2 separate regions of the Mus musculus genome follow, and region 2 is linked to region 1. The links are chromatin contacts, called in public HiChIP or PLAC-seq maps. All regions are on one chromosome and are shown on one strand. The core of a region is the stretch at or near the end of the contact, and the rest is flanking DNA. Distances in the headings are between cores, read along the strand shown.

The links. HiChIP or PLAC-seq counts read pairs in DNA pulled down with a chosen protein or histone mark.
Region 2: a contact with region 1 is called in an HNF4G HiChIP or PLAC-seq map of pancreatic cancer cells. The contact joins the enhancer-like site here to the promoter of Serpinb6b in region 1. A contact is called at or near these places in 5 of 39 promoter capture datasets (the C10 cell line, embryonic stem cells and liver), 1 of 15 datasets of contacts at CTCF or cohesin (CD8 T cells), 3 of 484 Hi-C or Micro-C datasets (embryonic stem cells and liver), 9 of 115 datasets of contacts at active chromatin or transcription factors (CD8 T cells, effector CD8 T cells, embryonic stem cells and 5 more) and 4 of 9 other capture datasets (adipose tissue, embryonic stem cells, liver and 1 more).

What each region holds. Positions count from the first base shown.
Region 1 is chr13:32,963,143-32,967,377 of GRCm38.p6, reverse strand. Serpinb6b (serine (or cysteine) peptidase inhibitor, clade B, member 6b) reads right to left here and starts at 2,117. Exons shown (of 7, transcript NM_011454.2): 1 at 1,835-2,117.
Region 2 is chr13:33,050,087-33,055,009 of GRCm38.p6, reverse strand. No RefSeq gene overlaps it. Among named protein-coding and RNA genes, the nearest start is that of Gm36099, 18 kb to the right of the region's middle. Within about 2 kb of position 3,094, at least 45 of the 459 cell types and tissues checked have an H3K27ac peak or open chromatin away from gene starts, as enhancers often do. A contact at or near this core is called in CD8 T cells, extraembryonic endoderm stem cells, memory CD8 T cells and 2 more, where this site is marked.

The DNA of each region.
Region 1 (4,235 bases), core at 868-3,367:
ATATTATCTGTTCTGGGACCAAGGAGCTTCCTGCTTCCTGCTCATGCCCTCATTCTGGTGGCTCAAGCTGTCCAATCAGTTATTTTGATTTATTGTTTTTCTGATATGATCATTATCCTTACATTCCACTGAGAGGTTACCAGGGTCTATAGTAGTCTGGGTGTGATTTTTACATCTGAATCTTTGCTTAACTGCTTTCAGCCATCGCCTTTGCCATTGAGAAGTCTGATTGACATTTGACCCTAGATCTATACTCCTTCTCTTGTCCTGAACTCACCCCTGACTCTGAGGGACTTGTTTCTCTAAGGCAGCACCTGTGGCCCCCTTCTGAGCTCCTCTTCCCATACTAACACAGAAACTTCCTCCAGCAACTTTCTCACGCCAAGCTAACTAGCCAGGGTGGCCAAAATGGCCAGCTCTGGGTTCACTGAGAGACCCTGCCTGAAAATATAAGGTGGAGAAAGCATAATAAAAAAAGATGCCAGGCACCACACACGTATATACACACATATGTACATACACATACCCACTCAAGGAAACACACATGATATGCAAAACAGTTAAATTAAAAAATAAAATACTATAATATTTGATATAACCAATCTACATCTCCCTGTATTTTTCAAATCATCTATAAATAACCTACATTACACTATACAATGTAAATGCCAAATAAACCACCCTTTATACCATACTATTTAGAGCAGAAAAGGAAAAACAGTTTAGCCACGTTTGAATTGGAGTCTCATCGTTGTGTCATCCAGGTTGACCTCCCACTCTTATCTTCCTGACTCTGTCTCTTGGATGCTGGCTTACCTACAGAACACCTAGCTTCTCCAAAGTAGTTTTTATCTGCTGTTGGTTTATATCTGCTGAGTCTGGTTGACTAAGTGTGAAATCCATGGAAGAAGACACAGGGATCCAAGCGAACATGCTTTAGGGAACAAAGTGTGAACCATACACCCTCTCTGTGTGACAACAGAAGCCATAGTGGGTACAGATACTCAGGGTAGTTCTCAAACACAAACAGCAGTCATTTCCTGTAACCACATTCACATTACTGGGCCCCAGCACGGCTCACAGGACCTTAACACAAATGTTATTTGATAGTCGGACCCTCCACACACAAACCACACGAGGAAGTGGGCAGCCTCAGGTACAATGCTCTCACAAGCAGCTGTTTCCCACATACCCTAAAAACGGTGTAAAAGAGCCAAACCTCATCTAGCTTCCTGACAGCACATGAATGCTAGATTTCCATACTTCCGATTCTCAAAATGGATTCAAGGTAAGAAGGAGGAACAGTAAGCCTGGGGCTCTGGGGCTGAGCAAGCAGAAGAACAGGCTCAGGGTCCACCAACAAAACAAAGGAAGGGAGGAAAACCTGAGCTTTCATCTGACACACAAACTTTATCAAAACTTCGCCTATGTCCCACAGACATCAAATCTTGCAGGATTCCACCACCATTGCCACGAGTGTGATAAAACAATAACAAACAAGAGAACAACAAAAACAAACAAAGGACAAAACTGGACAAATCCTGGGGTATTGATCCAAGCTTAAAGGCACTAAGGGTATGGGCAACCCCCTGAGAACAGCCCAACCCCGTCTCTAAGACGCAGGCTCACTCAGCCAATAAGAGGCCACAAGGGTGGCAAAGCCTGCCGCCCTGGACAGACTAGGTCCCTCTTGGTTTTGATACCTCTTCGTACCAATCCCTGCAGGATTCTTATGTCATGCCCATTCCATGCGCCAAGTTAGCTCCTCCCATCCAGGTCCCACAACCCCAGCACCCTACCCCACCATCTTCAGCCAGCTCGTAGCAGAGCTTACCTGGAACCCCAGGTTCAGGCTGTCAGCAAGCAGAATCTAGAGAAGGAAGAGCCTGTGCTCTGGCCTCAAATAGCTGCAGGGCGCAGCGTGGGGAGGTCCCAGAGTCAGGAAGTCCCAGGGGAGGTGTCAGAGGGGCTGTGGGCTGTCCGGGTGAAAAGGAAAAGAAACGGAAAAGCAGGATCGCTGCACTTTGACCATTGCCTGCAGTCGGGTTCAGCAGCTAGCTGCAGACTGGTCTAGTTAAATCAGGAATCCTCGCTAGCACTGTTTGTTTGCTATGACTACCTACTTCAGAAAACCAAGGGATTTAACCAAACCGCTTGGATGAAGCAATTAGAAGGGTGTCCACTAGGGGGCATGCAACGCCCGCCCCCCCCCCCCTCTTCCTCTTCTCTTCTTTCCCCCTCCTCCTCTCTCCCTGTCTTCCTCCCTCTGTGGGAGGGTGTGTTCCACACTACATGAGTGTTATGGCCTCAATGACTAAAATGTGCTAACTCTCAATGGGAATAAATGAGACAGCATTAAACAGAAATGTTGGGAGTTCCTTTCAGGGTTATAACCAGGGTCCAAGTTTTTGCCGAGTATGCACAGAAAACCACAGAAGCCTCCCTTGTAATTACTGTGTCCAAGACTCCACTACTGTCCCAGCCCTCAGGTACTGACATTTTATATAAATGGCAGAAAAACTCTAACATCTCACATCTCTCCTATCGAGCAAAAAGACCCGGTGGAGAGAATGCTGGCCAGGTTTAAGAGACTGGTCAGCTCTGGAGACCTCAGATTCTTTTCTGCCTTCTTCACTCTCACACCAGGACAAGGATCCCCAACATTGACCTTTCTGACATTTGAGTTAGGTGTGTCTCGGCTGTGTCTAAGCTGTAGCACCTTATAGAATGTTCAGCACCACACTGGCCTTTCTAGGTGTCATAACAGACCAGGCCACCACACCAGCTGTGAGATGTGACTCTTGACATACAGAAACACAAAGGAATGCTTCATTTAGCCTCTGCATTCTTTCCAGTGCAGCTTTATTGCTCTGGCTTATCCTTCTGGCCCACCCTTTTTCAAACTACAGGGCACATAGCCTCTGTACCTGTGCACATTAGGGTTCTTCTGTATAACTAACTTCCGGTTTATCATCAACAGGGAGCATTATTTCGGTTCTCTACCACAGATCTACAAGTCGTTACTTTAAAATGTTTGGGTGACCTCTCTAAAAAGATTGCACAGAATTCTCTCTTATCTCCTTTTCTGGCTTCTCTGAATTCCTTTGTGTGTATCTTGATAGATGTTTTGACTTTAAACCATTTCAAGGGTTGTCATAACTAGCATACAGCTAAGCTCCCGTCCATGTTAATTCACACAGAGTCATCCAGCTGGGGTATCAGTGTGTGCATTCCAATTAAATGAGTCCTGAGATGGAAAAATACCCTGGAGTGAATCCAGATTCTTAAAAGGATAAATACACGGAACGTTTGGTTAGTTGTGGAATCCATCCTCATAAGGACGGTACCTGATGGCGATTCTCTGCAGAGTCCAATTCCAGCCAGTCTTCTGGGTCTTTTGCCAAACTTATGTATGTACGTCCTGAGAAAAATCCATATTTTTGTTGTCTTGTTTTGAAATAAAGTCTCACTATATAGCCTATACAGGCCTCAAACTCTGACTTTCTGCCTCCACTGTTGATAGTCACGAGCCCTCATGCACACATGTAAAATCCGGCTTTTACAAGAATTCTTCTGCTAGCCAACCCAAACTCTTCCTCTTCTATACCTGATCAGTCTTGATATCTGACCACCAGCAACCATGTCACCCAGACAGCATCTGATCACCCTGGCTTGTCTTCAGCAGGGGTGAGAATGCCAGTCACTTGCAGTGTTTGCTCCTAGTATTTTTTTTTAACCTACCATCACCTGCCTGCTCTTTGGCTGTAGATTACATGATGTTCATACTGTGCCAAGAACTGAGCCTCAATCTCTGTCTCCCATTACACTACCCCATTGTTGATCCTGATGATTGTTAGTAATGGTTTCCATATTACAATCTCTTAGAAAGTTAAGAAGAGAATATCTTTTCTTGTCTATTTCCCAGAATGTTTTGGTTGGTTGGTTGGTTAGTTTTTTTTGTTTTTTGTTTTTTTTTTTGTTTTTTTTTTTGTTTGTTTGTTTTTTGGTTTTAAGACCTATCTCCCTCTCTGTTTTCTCTGTCTCTCCCCACCACCACCACCATGTGTGTGTGTGTGAGGGGGCGTGTCTTTGTCTGTGTATGAGTTGAGACAGACTTATAGAGCTCAGGATAGTCTCAAGTATTGCTAGATGAATTTAAAATGTGCTTTGTAGCTGATTATGACCTTGCGCCTCTGATCTACCTGCCTCTATCTTCCAAGTGCAGGGGTTACAGG
Region 2 (4,923 bases), core at 1,845-4,344, 87 kb before region 1:
AGAAACCCTTATTCACTGTTTCTGGGAATACAAATCTGTACAAATATTACACAGCATGCTCCAAAAATTCAAAGTCAAGTTGTAGTACCAACAAAGTCTTCACGAATCCCAAAAGACCAATCAGGAACCGACACAATGTAATCACACCAGGGTCTTTACTTACAAGGTCGAACTCTGACTTAACTTATCCAGGACCCACAAGAAGGTGCTGGTGGAGAAAAGCCCCCAAAACTCATCAGAACAAGGTTTTATAGGAAATGATAAGGGAGGGGTGAGTGTTTCTAACCTGGCAAGTATCTAATTGGGGTGCTTTAATGGTCTTTAGCATAATTGGCTGGTGCTGGGATCCAAACCATAAACTTAATTTCTGATTTTCTCTTAATTGGTGGTTGTTAGGCATGGGGGAACTTGTAGTCTGGAGGTGTACATTTGTTGGAGAAAAAACTGGAAACATGTAGGGGAGAATATCCTGGAGATGCAGGTCTTGTTGGGAATGATCTGGAAACTGAAGCTAGGTACCAGCCTATTAATTTTACTTGACTTTAAACTTAGGTCAGGTTCCCTAAGTTGGAATCTGAATCCAAAAAATTTGCTCTCTCAGAGCTACCATATGGTTCAGTAATGTCACTGTTCAATATATACCTAAAAGAACTAAGATCTGGAAGTCTAAAAGAAATCCATATGAGCAAAAGATGGGAACACCTGTTTTTATCGCAATGGTTATCCTAACATCCTAGTTAGAGGTCTGCCTGTGTCCAGCAACAGATGAGCAGGAAAGCAGAGAGTGATGTGCATGCATAAAAACAATGAAACTCAGAAGAAGGAAATCCTGCACTCTAACACCATACATAGACCTAGAAGATGCCATGCTAGGTTAAATCAGAAAGTCCAACACTGTGAATTAAAAAAAGCTATGTAGAACATTAGGACTCTTGAAAACCATTTAATTAAGTGTCCATTAGCGTAGAATGAACATGATACTTTACATCTCTATGTGAACAAGCCATAGCCCAACACAAACACCAAGGGGAAACAGGAAATCTCCCCAATCAAAGGTCAAAGAGCAAACCAGCAGATTTACTAAAAGCTTGACTTGCTTTATTGAACTGCAGGGACAAAACAGAGAAGATCCCGGGGAAAAGGAGTTCCATTGACAGGCCCAAATTGGGATCCAGCTCAAGGGGAGACCCCAAGACCTGACACCATTACTGATGTTATGGTGTGCTCACAAAAAGGGGCCTATCGTGACTACTCTCAAAAAGGCCCAACAAGCAGCTGAAAGAGTCAGATGCAGATATTTATACCCAGCCAATAGACAGAAGCTGGTGACACCTGTGATTGAATTAGGGAAAAGCTGGAAGAAGCTGAGGAGGAAGGTGACCCTATAGGAAGACCAGCAGTCTCAATTAACCTGGACCCCAGAGAGCTCTCAGACACTGAGCCACCAACTAGGCAACATATACCAGCTGATATGACACCCCCAACACATGTACAACAGAGGACTGCTTGATCTGAATCAGTCAGAGAAGATGCACCTTGCCGCAGACCCTCTGGGTCCCTATGTCTGCGTTGAATGGGCCTCTAGTCGCAGATGGGCAAAGCGTTGGATGAGATGACAGACATATGCACACAGGAGAGGTTGTGTAGAATCTGAATGTATTTGTCAGGTCGAGCATCGAACTTTTTATAGTACAGAGAATACAAGGGGTTGGGAGTCACAGCAGGCAAGGTACATTGAAGTTACCAGGTACAAAACAAAGGAATGACTTTAAAAGGATTTACAGTAACCAGGTAAATGTTTACAGTAAAGATAAAGCAGTCCTGCCTAGGATCAGTTTAGTGACAGGCAAGGATTTCACACTCTAGTGTTATACCTTTGAACCTTGTGAAGGCTAGCACCAGGGGGTTCTGCTCTTACAGACCTTCTCATGAGTAATGCAATGCCACAACCCCCCTATTTCCTAGGCCTTGCTAAATTCTTATATGAGTGTAACTTTTAAGTATCTGGAGAATCTCCATTTGTCAGGAGAATATACCAACTAATTTGCTTCTAATATGCAATGTAGCCTGTACTGAAGATTTCTATCTCAGTGAGATTCCCTGGCTCTTTCTGCAGACCAGTTGAGCCACTGGCTCTGTCTATTGTAATGCTTAATTAGTTACTGAATAGGTTAACTTCCTTACTGCCTTCTCACAGGATTCTAAGCTCGGCGGCTTTTGGGATCTTGGAACACTGGGGAGACTAACTATAACAGAATTTAATCTAAAAGGCATTTATAATAAAATATTAAAAGAAAGCTCGTAGATCCATACACCAGACTTAATGCGGGAATAGAGTATGAGTATATGGATAAACTCCAGGAGATGAGCTTCCTTGAAACTCTCTGCCTCGTGAGTGGCTTTTAGGCTTCACAGCCTGTCAAGCTGACTTGACCGGAGTGCATGGCAGCACCTACCCCTCAAGAGACTTGGAGGCTCAGGGAGTGGGGAGGTCTGGTGGGATGGAGTGGGAGTGAAGACATTCTTTTGGAGACAGAGAGTCAGGGAGAGGAAGTATGAGATGTGGAACAGTCAGAGGGTTGACCAGGAGGAGAATAAAGTCTGAAATGTAAAAACTGAATTAAAGAATAAATAAAAATAGAATCAGATAAAACTTTAATCCACAATATAGAATAAATGATCCCTGATGTCTGTGTCTGTCCACTGGAGTTTGTGGAGAAAGGCAGGCATGCACTCTGGTATCCCCTGAGGCAGGAATTAATGTCTTTAAGGAAGTCAATGAAAAGGCCCACAGTTAGACCACAAGTAGACACATAAATGTGAGAACAAAGAGAGCATAGTTCAAAAAACATCCAGCAAGTCACCAGCCAAGGTCCAAGACCAGGAAAACCTGCAAGATGTTGATCAGCAATGCTGACCAGGGTTAGCAGCAAACAGAGAGCCAATATCAGCAACTAACAGAGCAAAGAGTGGGGCTTCAGTGTAGACAATTTTGGAAGAGAGCGAGTAAACAGCTCCTGATCATCTCCCTGCCTGGCCCAGTGGAATGTGCACAGAGTCTCTAGATCCATATCAGCCCCACCCAGGAGATGCCCAGAGAACTAACTAATCTCAATACAATTCATCATAGTCTGAGTCGTGCTTGCCATAGGCACCCTCCCCTAGATAAGCAGCTCAGTGTTTTCTCCTCTGTTTGGAAGCCCTCCCACTCCAGAGCGGTTCATTTTTCCTTTGGTTATTTGCACAAGTGTTTCTCTCTCTCTCTCTCTCTCTCTCTCTCTCTCTCTCTCTCACTCTCTCTCTCTCTCTCTCTCTCTTGCTCTCTCTCTCTCACTCTCTCGCTCTCTCCCTCCCTCCCTCTCTCCCTCCCTCCCTCTCTCCCTTCCTCCCTCTCTCCCTCTCTCCCTCTCTCCCTCTCTCCCTTTCCCCCACCCCACCCCTCCCCCTCCCTCTCTCTTTGTGTGTGTGTGTGTGTGTGTGTGTGTGTGTTCATGATTCATTCTTAATCTCTTGCAGCAGACATCACGCTCAAATCAACTGCCCTGGTGTACTTTTGGTGACAATTGATTGTCTGGTACCTGAGTGCTGAGTGAAGCAGAGCTGGGCTGAGGAGGACTCTTGCTCTCAAAGGTCTGCATTTCCAGTTGTAGAAATGCTCTGCATGCCTGCTGCCTCACTGTGTTCTGGCTTGTACTAAAAACAGGCGTGTTTTCCTTTTGAAATAGACAGCATACTCTTTGAAGAATGGCACATTCTAAATACCTCTATGTTTTCCATTGTTCCTCATTTCCAAGAGAATTGACATCATTGGTAGAGAGGTCACTTGAATTCTGGCAAACTGGGCAGAGGGGCCAGGGCTCACAGACAGAGAACAAGCTAAAGAAAGGAGAAATATAAAAGTAAGAGGAGATTAGTCATTTCAAAGTTATTTTTCTGATAAGCCAGTGACTGGGAGAGAGAAAATTAATTAGCTGGCTAACGCCAGTGCTAGGGTTTGGACCAAATTCTCCCCCAAAGTTCCATGAGGTAAATAAAGGCTTAGTCATCAGTTTGTGGCATAACTGGGAGTTGAAAGAACCTTTAAAGCAAACAGGTTTTGGAGAAAGCTCTGAGCCACAATGGGCCAGGTCTTCAAATACAGTAATGCTATTCTTATAGTTGTTCATGCTTTCATTGTTGTTATTGTTGTTGTGGTGGTGGTGGTGGTGGTGATGGTGGTTGCTGTTGTTATTGCTGTAGCTGTTGTTCTTTCAGGGTTTCTTCCCAGGAAAGAAAGCTGACTTACTTTTGTAAGAATCAAAGCAGATTTAGAAAGCTTGGCTTTTATCTTTCTTTGATTTGTCTGAAGTTCCAATGATAGATTTGGCTTGCTATCTTCCATTACTGTGACATACTCCATCTAGGTTTTTCACCTGCTCTATTAGATATGGGGATTGAAGGAAGTCTTTAGTGAGTAAATTTCTGAATGAAAGTGTATTACTGGCATGGGTGTAGCCATATATGGAGGACTCCAATGCCTCAGCCCCATGCTAGTGACAAAGCCTTACATGGATGAGGCACAGAAGGATATCAGAGCCTTTCTTAGGGTGTCTGAGTACAAACATGACACCAGATACCACTGTCTCAAAAAGTAGCAGCTACTGCTTCCTCATCCTGGCTGATTACAGCCAGAGACTGCTTGCCTACAGAGACCTCCTATCTACCATAGCCATCCTCCCCATGTGCTATACATAATAAACATACTGGGATTCTGGGTTGCCCCAGTTGTATTTATAGCTCCACACCCGACTGAACACCAGGTTTTCTGAACATCTGTCTATGTCTATGTCCTGTCTTCATTCCCTTGCAGCCCACTAGTATAGGTCTCTGGACTCAGGCCATTCAGGTAGAGGTAAGAAGGACTCAGATCAAGAATTTAGACTC